2 separate regions of the Callithrix jacchus genome follow, and region 2 is linked to region 1. Evidence: chromatin contacts called from public Hi-C data. All regions are on one chromosome and are shown on one strand. Each heading gives the region's core, a stretch centred on a gene start, on an enhancer-like site or on the middle of the called end of the contact. The rest is flanking DNA. Distances are from core to core; before and after follow the strand shown.

The links. A called contact is a pair of places that touch in the nucleus more often than the background predicts.
Region 2: a Hi-C map of skeletal muscle shows a contact between it and region 1, with 6 times the contacts expected there. The contact joins the promoter of LOC144582935 here to the promoter of TLK1 in region 1. A contact is called at or near these places in 2 of 3 Hi-C or Micro-C datasets (both in skeletal muscle).

The regions. Positions count from the first base shown.
Region 1 is chr6:58,372,528-58,377,605 of calJac240_pri, forward strand. It overlaps TLK1 (tousled like kinase 1), which reads left to right and starts at 3,084. Exons shown (of 22, transcript XM_078327412.1): 1 at 3,084-3,811.
Region 2 is chr6:58,552,002-58,557,079 of calJac240_pri, forward strand. It overlaps LOC144582935, which reads right to left and starts at 2,054. Exons shown (of 3, transcript XM_078375630.1): 1 at 1,988-2,054; 2 at 1,584-1,928; 3 at 620-818. The coding sequence starts at 2,054. The coding sequence ends at 739.

The sequences.
Region 1 (5,078 bases), core at 1,834-4,333:
CTCCCACCTTGGCCTCCTGAGTACTTCCAGTTGTTTTTGATGCATTCTTAGAAATAAATCCAGACCATACCCACTTTTTCACTTACTATAGTGTGAAAATGTTATCTTCTTTGGTATTCTTTGAAGACATGATTTTAACTAATGGCATGAGATTCAATTTTCAGGCTAAGCTGCAGTTTGTTTAAATAACTCCCTATTGCCAGTAGAGGCCTTTTTTTTTTTTTTTTTAAGGTTGTTGAGTGCTGGTTTATCAAAAACTATAACAAGACAGGAATCAAACATTTAATTGTCCTTCTAAGGAAATATTCACAGTGAAAATATAACTAAAGTAATTCGATTATATATATGCTGTAATCCTCTAGTTATCATTAAAGATAAAAGTAGCCAATCTGCATTAGATGTAACAGGAGTTAGGCCGGATGTGGTGATGTGGTGGCTCATGCCTGTAATCCTAGCACTTTAGGAGGCCAAGGTGGGTGTATTGCCTGAGCTCAGGAGTTTGAGACCACCCTGGGCAACATGGTGAAACCCCATCTCCACTAAAATACAAAAAATTAGCTGGGCATTGTGGTGGGAACCTGCAGTCCCAGCTACTCAGGAGTCTGAGGCATGAGACTTGCTTGAACCTGGGAAGTGGAGGTTGCAGTGAGCCGAGATTGCACCACCGCACTCCAGCCTACGTGACCCCCTAAAAAAGTAACAGGAATAAGGATAACTTGAAAACTTGAAGCTCTAGAGAAGGTTGGGAGAAAGATAACCTACCATCATCAAATCTTTTTAGTTGGGCTTTGTTTACCATTTTTGAGAGGAACTGAGCTCTGTAGTCTCACAATTGGTGGGAGCTTTAAAAATCACCCAGTGACTCTAACCTCTTCCTCATAAATGAGGAAATTGAATCAAGTTACCTGCTGAGACTAATACTCAGGTCTCTTAACTTCCTTCCTGTCCCATGTTCTTTTCACTGCAATCTGCTGACTAAGATTTTGCTTAAATATACAGAAAGAGCATACATTTATCAACATGTCATTAAAGAAACTCTGCTTCCCCTTACAGTGCATGTACTTAGGTATAAAAATTGAATGGCAAGACCCTGGCTATACATCCAAGGGAAAGGAAAGCTTATGTCCACAGAAAGACTTGAACGTGAATGTTCTTAGCAGCATTATTCATAATGGCCAAAAAGTGAAAATAATGCTAATGTCCATCAGTAGTTTAATGGATAACCAAGTGTGGTATACTCATTCAGTGGAGTACTACTTAAAAACAAAGAAACACACTATTGATAATGCAACAATGTGGACGAATCTCTCAAAACAATGATGTTGAGCTAAAGAAGCCAGACAAAGCTAGGCGTGGTGGCTTATGCCTATAATCCCAGCATTTTGGGAGGCTGAGACAGGTGGATCACCTGAGGTCAGGAGTTCAAGACCAGCCTGGCCAACATGGTGAAACCCTGTCTCTACTAAAAATCCAAAATTAGCCGGGTGTAGTGGCACATGCCTGTAATCCCAGTTACTCAGGAGGCTGAGGCAGGAGAACCGTTTGAACCTGGGAGGCGGGCTGCAGTGAGTGGAGATGGTACTCCAGCCCCAGGAAGACAGAGTGAGACTCCACCTCAAAAAAAAAAAAAAAAAAAAAATGTACAAGCTGTATCGCCTGCATTTGCATTTATCTAAAATTCTAGAAAATAGAAAGCTACCCTATGACAGAAAGCAGATCTGTGGTTATGGAGAATGGAAGTAGAGTGGAGGAGGAACCACAAAGAGGCAGAGGAAACTTTGGAGGGTGATAGATACATTCACGATCTTCCTTGCATAAGTGGTTTCAGGGATGTATACACATCAAAACTTATCAAATTGTACACTTTAAATATGTGCGGTTTGTCAATTATGCCTAAATGAAGCTGTTTAATTTGTGAGATGTCCCTCTTAAGTCTGAAAAGCTGACATGACCAAAAACTCACTAATGTATCTAAAGCACAAAACAACACAATTATTTCTGGAGATAACTGACAATCAAGGTTCTTTTCTAGTATGATAATTTATCTGAACAAAACATTACTATGAGGAATGCAAAGTCATAAAAATAAAAAATAGAAATGACATTTTTGTCCCCCTGGTAATCATGACATTTCCTTATGTCTGTGCAGTTGCTATATATCATAATCTTTTTAGTGCTGTATTAAATTTGGTTTTCTAAAGAGAGAAATAACCTTGTTGTATTTTTCCTGAACTAGACTGCTCTTTTATGTTCAAGAAACCCAATCCTTGGTGTGAGTGTACTTGTGTGGGTCTGTAGAAAGCTACACTGTATCTATAAATTTTAGCAAATTTAGTCTCGATTTTTGTAGTCGAGACTCAGCGGTGACACTAGAAACAAACTAGAAATTTCTAGAAACCATACCTTCAAGATGAACGCTGTATAGTCTTCCTAAATATGCGAATTCAGTAATCACATTTTTCATTTAGATTTTCCACTTACTGTTTTAAAACAGAATTGCTACAACATACAGTGTACAAAACCGGTAATTTTCAATTTCTTCATTAAAGATTCCTTCACCCTTTTTTTAGAAAACACGAGAAAGTTTTATTTCCCAATTCTCCCACTCCCCACGTTTATTTTCATAGCTCTTTTATTCAGTCATTATTCCCATTCTGCAGACGGGGAGGCGCACATAGGTTTTTCTGCACAGTAAAGAAGGGCAAGAAAGAAGCAACTCTCAACTTTTCAGTTCCATTTTGATGGAATAATCACATTGAACTCCCGAGAAGTGGCAGTCGAGTGAGAGCAGCAGCATTTCTCCCCGGGTTGGGTGTGGGTCAGGAGCCAGGCGCGCTTCCGCGGAAGAGAGGGGGAGTCAGGTGGCAGTAGCGCCGGGGCCGGAGCGGCGCGGCGGGGGCGCGCCTCCCTCCGGCCGGCGCGGGGACGCTGCCCCAGCGCACGCGAGTCCGGCAACCCGGGGCTCCTGCGCTGCGCGGCGATCCGCGGGCGCGGCAGCAGCGCCCAGGCGCCCGCGCTTCTTCCCTCGCGCGCTCGCTCCCTCCCCATGCCCCCACCCCCAGCCCTTGGCAGGTCCCTCCCCCAAGCCTGCTCCCGCGGCCGCGGCTGCCGCCGTCGCCGCCGCTACCGGAGGCGCAGGAGCCTCGCGATAGTGTTTGCACAGGCGGCGCGTGACGCCGCCGCCGCCTGTAACTGATGCAGAGGTTACACCGCCGCCTCAGCCGCCACCCACCGCCCGCTGCTGCCGCCGCCGCCGCCTCTCGGGCGACGCCGGGGGCCGACGCACTGCAGAGGTGCCGGCAGGTTCCGCCCGCGGAAGTCTCCTCTGCCGGCGCAGCCCGCGCTCCGCCCGCGCTCCGACCCCGGCCCTGGCGAGCGCCCCCTCGACGCCTCCGCCACAGCGCTTCTTCCCTCCGCCTCTTCTCCGGCGCGCCCGCCCGCTCCCTCGCTTCTCCCCCTTTCCCTCCTCCCCGTCCCCTCTCCTTCCCTCACCTCTTTCCTCCCCACCTCCCCTCTTCTCGGTTTCCTCCCCTATCCCCTTGACTCTCCCCTCCCTGCCCTTGCTCTCTCGCTCGCCCTCAGTGCGGCCCCCGCCATGACGGAGGCGGGTGCCGGTGCCGTTGCCGCCGCTGCCGTCGCAGGGGGGGAGTCGGGTTCCCAGAAAGTAGCTTGATGAGTGTCCAAAGTAGCAGTGGAAGTTTGGAGGGGCCGCCATCTTGGTCCCAGCTCTCCACGTCTCCAACCCCGGGCTCGGCGGCGGCGGCCAGGTCCCTGCTGAATCACACGCCGCCATCCGGGAGGCCCAGGGAAGGTAAGGCTCGCTGCGCCCCCGCCCGCTCGCCGGCCTCCACTCCCGCGCCGCGGATCCCCGTGCCCCCCGGGCTCCTCCGCCAGACCCCGGGGTGGGGGATGGTGGCGAGGTGGACGCGAGGCCGCCTGGCTCCCCGACTCCGGGGAGGTAGTGCGCTTGCTGTGGGTGGTGGTTCGCGGGTGGCGGAGGAGACGGACGAGGGGTTGCGCGCTGGTAGGGACGGGGAGAGGCGCACAGACTCGCCTGGGGTTCCTGGGAGCCAGTCCTGCGAGGGTGGGAAGCCTCCCCCCGGACGCGAGCCCCTTTCTGCTCCATTTGCCAGTAAACTCAGTACTCTTAACCTCCTGGCCTCAGGTCTCTGGTGGGTTTTCCCTCCCGCTGGAGCCTTCGTCCTCGAGCCCCCTCCCCTTCCCCGGCGCACTCCTCCCATAGAGGCGGTCCCCGCTCTGCGAGCTTTGCAGCCCGGGACCTGGAGGATACCCCCTCGCTTGCAGGGTCTCTCCTTTGGGAAGAAACGCTGAAATTATCAAGGCAGACTTTGATCCCCTGTGGTCCCCTAGAGCAATTTGAACGACAGACTGACTCGTGGGCAGGTTTTTAAAACCGCCCCTCCAGATGGTTGCAACTTTCTCTTCTTCGCGGTTGCCTCCTGCGTGTTTGTGCGTTATATATTCTCTGCTGCAAGTTAGTCTACTGTTCGTCTCTGACAGGGTCGTGGGTTTTGTGGGAAATAGCTGCGTAAAGGTTACTGCAAACGCACCAGATCGGTTACAATTGTTTTCTAAGTTTTCTGGCTTCTTGCAAGCAAGTGTGCTGCCACCAGATGTAGCAGTTACACAGCTTGTAAGGCACCGGCGTGCTTTTGACTAAAATTTCAACTTGCTGTATTTAACTTTAAGTACACGCCATAAAATAAAATCTGGGAGAAAACACATTTTTGGGGGATGAATAAATGTGCACGGAGTGTCTTTTAACGCTCTTTTGTCTGGAAAACGGTTAGCGGTATTCATCCGCAGTTGATAAACGGGTTGTTCACTCCCAGTTGTCGCACACGAGGAGATTGTAGGCACATTTTCAAATAAACGTCTGGAAGTTCAACAGTCTCGTGAATGTTTTAAAGAAATCAAGAGCTTCGATTTATGTAGAAATCGGTGGGAGTACTTTATTTTGAAAATATCTGTCGATATTTACTATTCAGAGCCTTGACAATTGTTAATCAAGTGTTTTGTGCCCTGAATCCAGTGGTTCAGGCATAGCATTCTTTGTC
Region 2 (5,078 bases), core at 804-3,303, 180 kb after region 1:
TTAAGTCAGGCTTCTCCTGGACACCAAGGCTTGAAGACAGATGGGGTGTAACCACTGAGGCCAACTCCCCTCCTCACTGGACGCAACGTAGCACCTTCTTACCCTAGTCGTCCACTGTGCCTCTGCTGCTCTGCCAGTCTGTAGGGGCAGAAGGACGTCTGCGCGAGCAAGAATGCTGAAGCCAGGTGTGTAGCGTCCGCAGTGGTGGAAACTCCCTCAGTAGCCGGCCCTGTTTGACTAGGCTGAATCGAGTTGGCCTCTCCACAGCTGAGGCCTGATCACTGACTACACCATCTCCATGTTGGGGTAAAAAACAAAACAAAACAAAACAACAGCAACAAAAAAAAAACAAAAACCCAGACCACTGGTATTTTAAATTCTGATCGAAGTGAAGACACTAATAGCCCTGGGGCTGAGTTCTGAGAATCCCCCACGACCCCGGCCCCCTCAGGACCTTGTACCCAGGTCCTCCACGCAGCCCTGCTGCTGCAGCCTGTTCTCTCTGTTCCACTGGCCCCGCCCCCCACTGCCCCGTGTCTCAGACTTGCTGAAACAAGCCCCACATGGTTCCGATTTCCACCTGGGCGCTAGGTATAGGCCCAGCTCTACCATCCCCTAGCCGTATGCTTGTCAGAGAGACATTTAACCTTTCTGGATTTCACTTTTTTCATCTATAAAATGATGTAATCGAGAGTGATCTCCACACTGCTGTCCCTGGTCCATAGGCATCAGTATTTTTCAAAGCCACCAGGGTTGAGAAGTGCTGGTCCATGGTTGCTTTTCCGAGCTCAGATTTAAAGAGTCCTTTGGCTCAAGAGCTGGAGAAGAAAAATGACGTCCTGTCACCCCACCCAGCTTTTAGCTCTTCCCAGTTCACTACAAGATCAGGGGAAATGTAAGTTACTCCAGCCACATCTAGAGCAGGCAGGGGGAGGATGGGGGATGAGGTAGGGGACAGCACTTTGCTGGGCTTTAGTTTTTGGAGATAATGAGCTCCTGAGATTTCTCCCACGCCATCCTGCTAGGGGTGACTATGGCTTCTTCCTCAGGAAGGAGCCCCGCCTTTCTTGCCCTCCTACTCGCAGGAGGCTGCCGGCAGCTCCACATTGGCCTGGCTTTTGAGTCTATGTTCTATATGATTATATATACATATTATTATTATTATTTACAAAAGGCTTCTGCTTGCTAAAAAGGAGGTTTTTCAGACCACTGACCTATGTAAGGGGCAAGCTCCCTGGGTACTTCCCTGCCAAGAACAAAAAACACCCTCCTTATAAACTCCCCAGGGCAGTGCAGTTTAAGCCCCGGAGCATGGCATTCAAGGCCTTTGGCAATCTGGCCAGCTTCCCTTTCTATGGTAACTGCTACCACTCCGTACCTGACCCTTCACATTCCAGCCACCAGAGCGGTTTGTAGTTCTGGGGCACACCACGTGCCACATTCCTGCGTGTCCTTGCGGATGCTGTTCCCTTTGCCTCAATGCCCTTCGGCTTTGACCACCTAAGGGAACCTCTATGCATCCTTCCAAGACCTAACAGTAGCTCCTCACGAACGCCCTACTTGATCCCGCACTTGTTAGTTACCTGGCCCCTGGGCTATTCTGTGCTCTCTGCTCATCGCTAGATCCGAAATGGCTAATTTACAGGCAGCGCAGTGGGATGGTTTAGGACAAGGGACACCTGGGCCCAGACCCAGCCGCACCACCCCTGGGCCTATGAGTATCAGGAGCCTCTGCTCCGCAGATGTGAGGAGGACGAGGTTGAGGGAAGCAGCCGGCTTCGGGCCAGGCCGGAGACCCGCGCCGCCCTCGGAGGGAACGGGGTGAGGGCGGCGCTCCTGCAGGCTCCAGCCCCGGGGAGGGAAGCCAGCCCCGAGCCTAGCGCACTGGGCGCTCAGACCCGTGGTGCTTCCCCGGCGTCTGAGGGTTTCTCAGCCACCGAAAGGCGTCTCCGCGGCACCCAACGGGTTCTGGGGTGGAGAGGTTTGCCTTCACATCTGGTTAAAGGGGGCACCGTTTGGTGAAGGCGCCCAGGATATTTGCATCCCCCACGCATCCGCACTGGGCCTGCGATGGAAAGAAAGCGGGGGCCCAGAACTAGTCTTCCAAAGAACAGAAAGCGCTCGACCGCAACGGTCCGGCCCCGCCCAGGGGCCCTGCGAGGTCGGCCCGGAGACCCCGCGGCCGCTGGCGGGGCGCGGCTTTCCCAGGATCCCGGCGCCACCTGGTGGCTCATGGCGCGCACTGCGGGCCAGGCTCGGGAGGCCCTCTTGGCTCGGATCCCTCTCCATGTGGGCGCCGATAAGACAGGAGTCCCTGAACAAAGGTGAATGTCATTCCAGGAGCCTGCCGCGTGGGGACAGAACTGAGGCTTGGGACCGCGCAAATCTACGTGGATTCAGCTCCTACCCCAAAGCCTGCCCGCTTGTGAAGCGGGGGCCGCGATTTGAGCTCTGCTTCCTGGGGCCAAGAATTCACCCAGCACGGCGCCTGCATCTCCCATCAAGCCAACACTTCTCTTGAAAACCAGTCCTTTTCCTCACTGCAGTTCATTTGTAAAATTAGCCTTATCTAATGCAACTATTGTTCTCCCAACACGTGGTAAAGTGAAATATATTGGTTATTAAAGAAGGAAAGACAGTTTTCTTCACTCTAGGTAAACACCAGTCCACCGGATCAGGTTCAGAACCCGAGCCTGGCCTGAGGCCTGCCCGGTGGCCCCTCCCTGCCTCTTCTGTGTCCTTCCGATTCAGCCAGTGAACCCTCACCTGTCCCCTCCAGCAATATGGCAGCATCACGGTGCCGAAGATCCCAGATGGTTGTCCTCTTTTCTCAGGTTGTACTACATACCTAGGAGAGATCTGAATTTGGGAAAATGAATTAGTCTCAAGCCCTTTAAAAACAAAATGTTGACAGAGACCAAGGAAAGTAACTATTGAAATTGGAATGAGCTTTGAGCTCTTGGACTCACACAACAGCCAGCTGATTTTTCTTGATTTTATGAGGCTCCTCTAGTAGTTCCTCACCACGAAGCACACAGGTTGTTTAGCCACTGGTGCTGAGTGAATGTGTTGGAACCATGCGTACTTCACTACCTGACAGCTAACACTGTTTCCAGAGCTCACTAGAGCCCCAAACAGCGCCTGGGCACAACGTGGATTCCTGCCATTGTGTTTCTGGGCTCTCCTTTCAGCATAGCTGTCTGAGCTACACAGAGACAGTTCGTTCTGGCCAAACTGATTTACAAACACAACACAGCATTGCAAATCAGTCACAGGGCCAGTGTATTAAGGGAAATTTCATAGATAATTCTAATCTAGGGACAGTGTTGGGTTTTTTTAGCTCCCTCTGACACTGTCATGACGCTGCTGGGGGAAAACGCTGCCAGCCCCTGCAGCAGGGGTCGTCCTGGACAGACGGAAATGAATGGCTTTCTTTGGCTGTGTAAGTCTCCCATTCACCCCCTAGATCAAAATAACACTATTGTTTTTAGTGATTAAAAAGTAATTCAAAGCTGGGTGCGGTGGCTCAGACCTGTAATACCAGCACTTTGGGAGGCCGAGGCGGGTGGCTCACCTGAGGTCGGGGGTTTGAGATCAGCCTGACCAACATGGCAAAACTCCGTCTCTACTAAAAGTACAAATGGTGGCGCATGCCTGTAATTCCCACTACTCGGGAGGCTGAGACAGGAGAATTGCTTGAACCTGGGAGGTGGAGGTTTCAGTGAGCTGAGATTGCACCACTGTACTCCAACCTGGGCGACAGAGACTCCATCTCAAAAATAAAAATAAAATAATAAAATGTACTTCAGATGTTTTTAAAAATTCTGGCAATAGGCAAGTTTATGAGAAGAAATGAGAAGTTTCTATAACCCCAACCCCAGTCACCATAATTCAAGTGCTTCTGGAAGAGGGCTGTCCTGAGCCTCACTAAGACTAGTGTGAGTCTCAAACCAGGCCAGCCTGGGCAGAGCTGGGCAAACAGGCCCCTGTCCAGGAAGTGAGGCATGGAGAGTGGAGGGCAAGAAAGCCAGTCAGGGATTCATCTCTTCTTCACAACCCTTGGTCCCTGGAAAAGAGAATTGATCAATTCCAATGGAGTTGGTTGTTAAGGTAAATAATCAGTGGGTTTAGGGACCCAGAATATGGCTTTAGGAAAAGAGGCTGGTGAAATCCAAATTGCTGTTACTGTCCCAGTCATTGTGCAGGGACATTTTCTGCCTCAGCTTTACTAAGTGACTACTTCAATTTTTGTTAACCTTAGTGCCTATTCCACCCAATTCATTGGATCCCAAATAATGAAATTCGTGAAGGATGTTGTTTTCTGATCCCGGGTCCCCATGGGTTCTGGCCCCACTGACTATAAGGAAGCCTTGTTTTCTCCCCTCTCCCCAGCCTCAGCCATGTTACTACCAGGATAACACAGGGCTCTGCAAACTGAGGCACCTGTGGGTGGTGGGAGGCGGGTTGGCACTCGCAGGTGGGGCTGTGAGAATTGGAGACCAGAGGGCAGACTCCAGGGGTTGTTCACTTGTCTGTAGGGCTGATCCGTTACCAGATCTTGTGACAAGTGAAACCAGTAATCTGGATTTACGTGAAACATTCTGGTTTTTGAATGTTGGGAATTAATTCACATTTTGATATATAGTTGAAAGGGAACATGCCTGGGGGAAACCCGTGTGCTTCCTGTTGTTTGCTGGGCAGAGCGCTCTTATCTTTCTTCACCCCATGTACAACAGGGAACACTTAATAAACGCTGGCTACTGTTACTATCCCAAGCCCCAGTGGCCTTCATGGAGCATGGGCTTGGATCTATTTCTTGCCAGGAAATACGGTGTAACCTCAACTCTGATCACACTGAAAGTCCAGGGCCCACCTCCATTAATGACTCCAGTGTGTTTTCTTTAAACTGTCAGTGACGAGAGTACCCATGTTTGTGTAACTTCCTGGAGAGGCAGTGGGGTGTCATCTTCACCTGTGCACACTCCTCACCCCTCCCCATCTGCTTCACCTGTAGCCCCCAGCTGGGAGTGGGTCCCACTTGCCCTTCCGAGCAGTCCTAGTGCTTGAATAATTAGCTG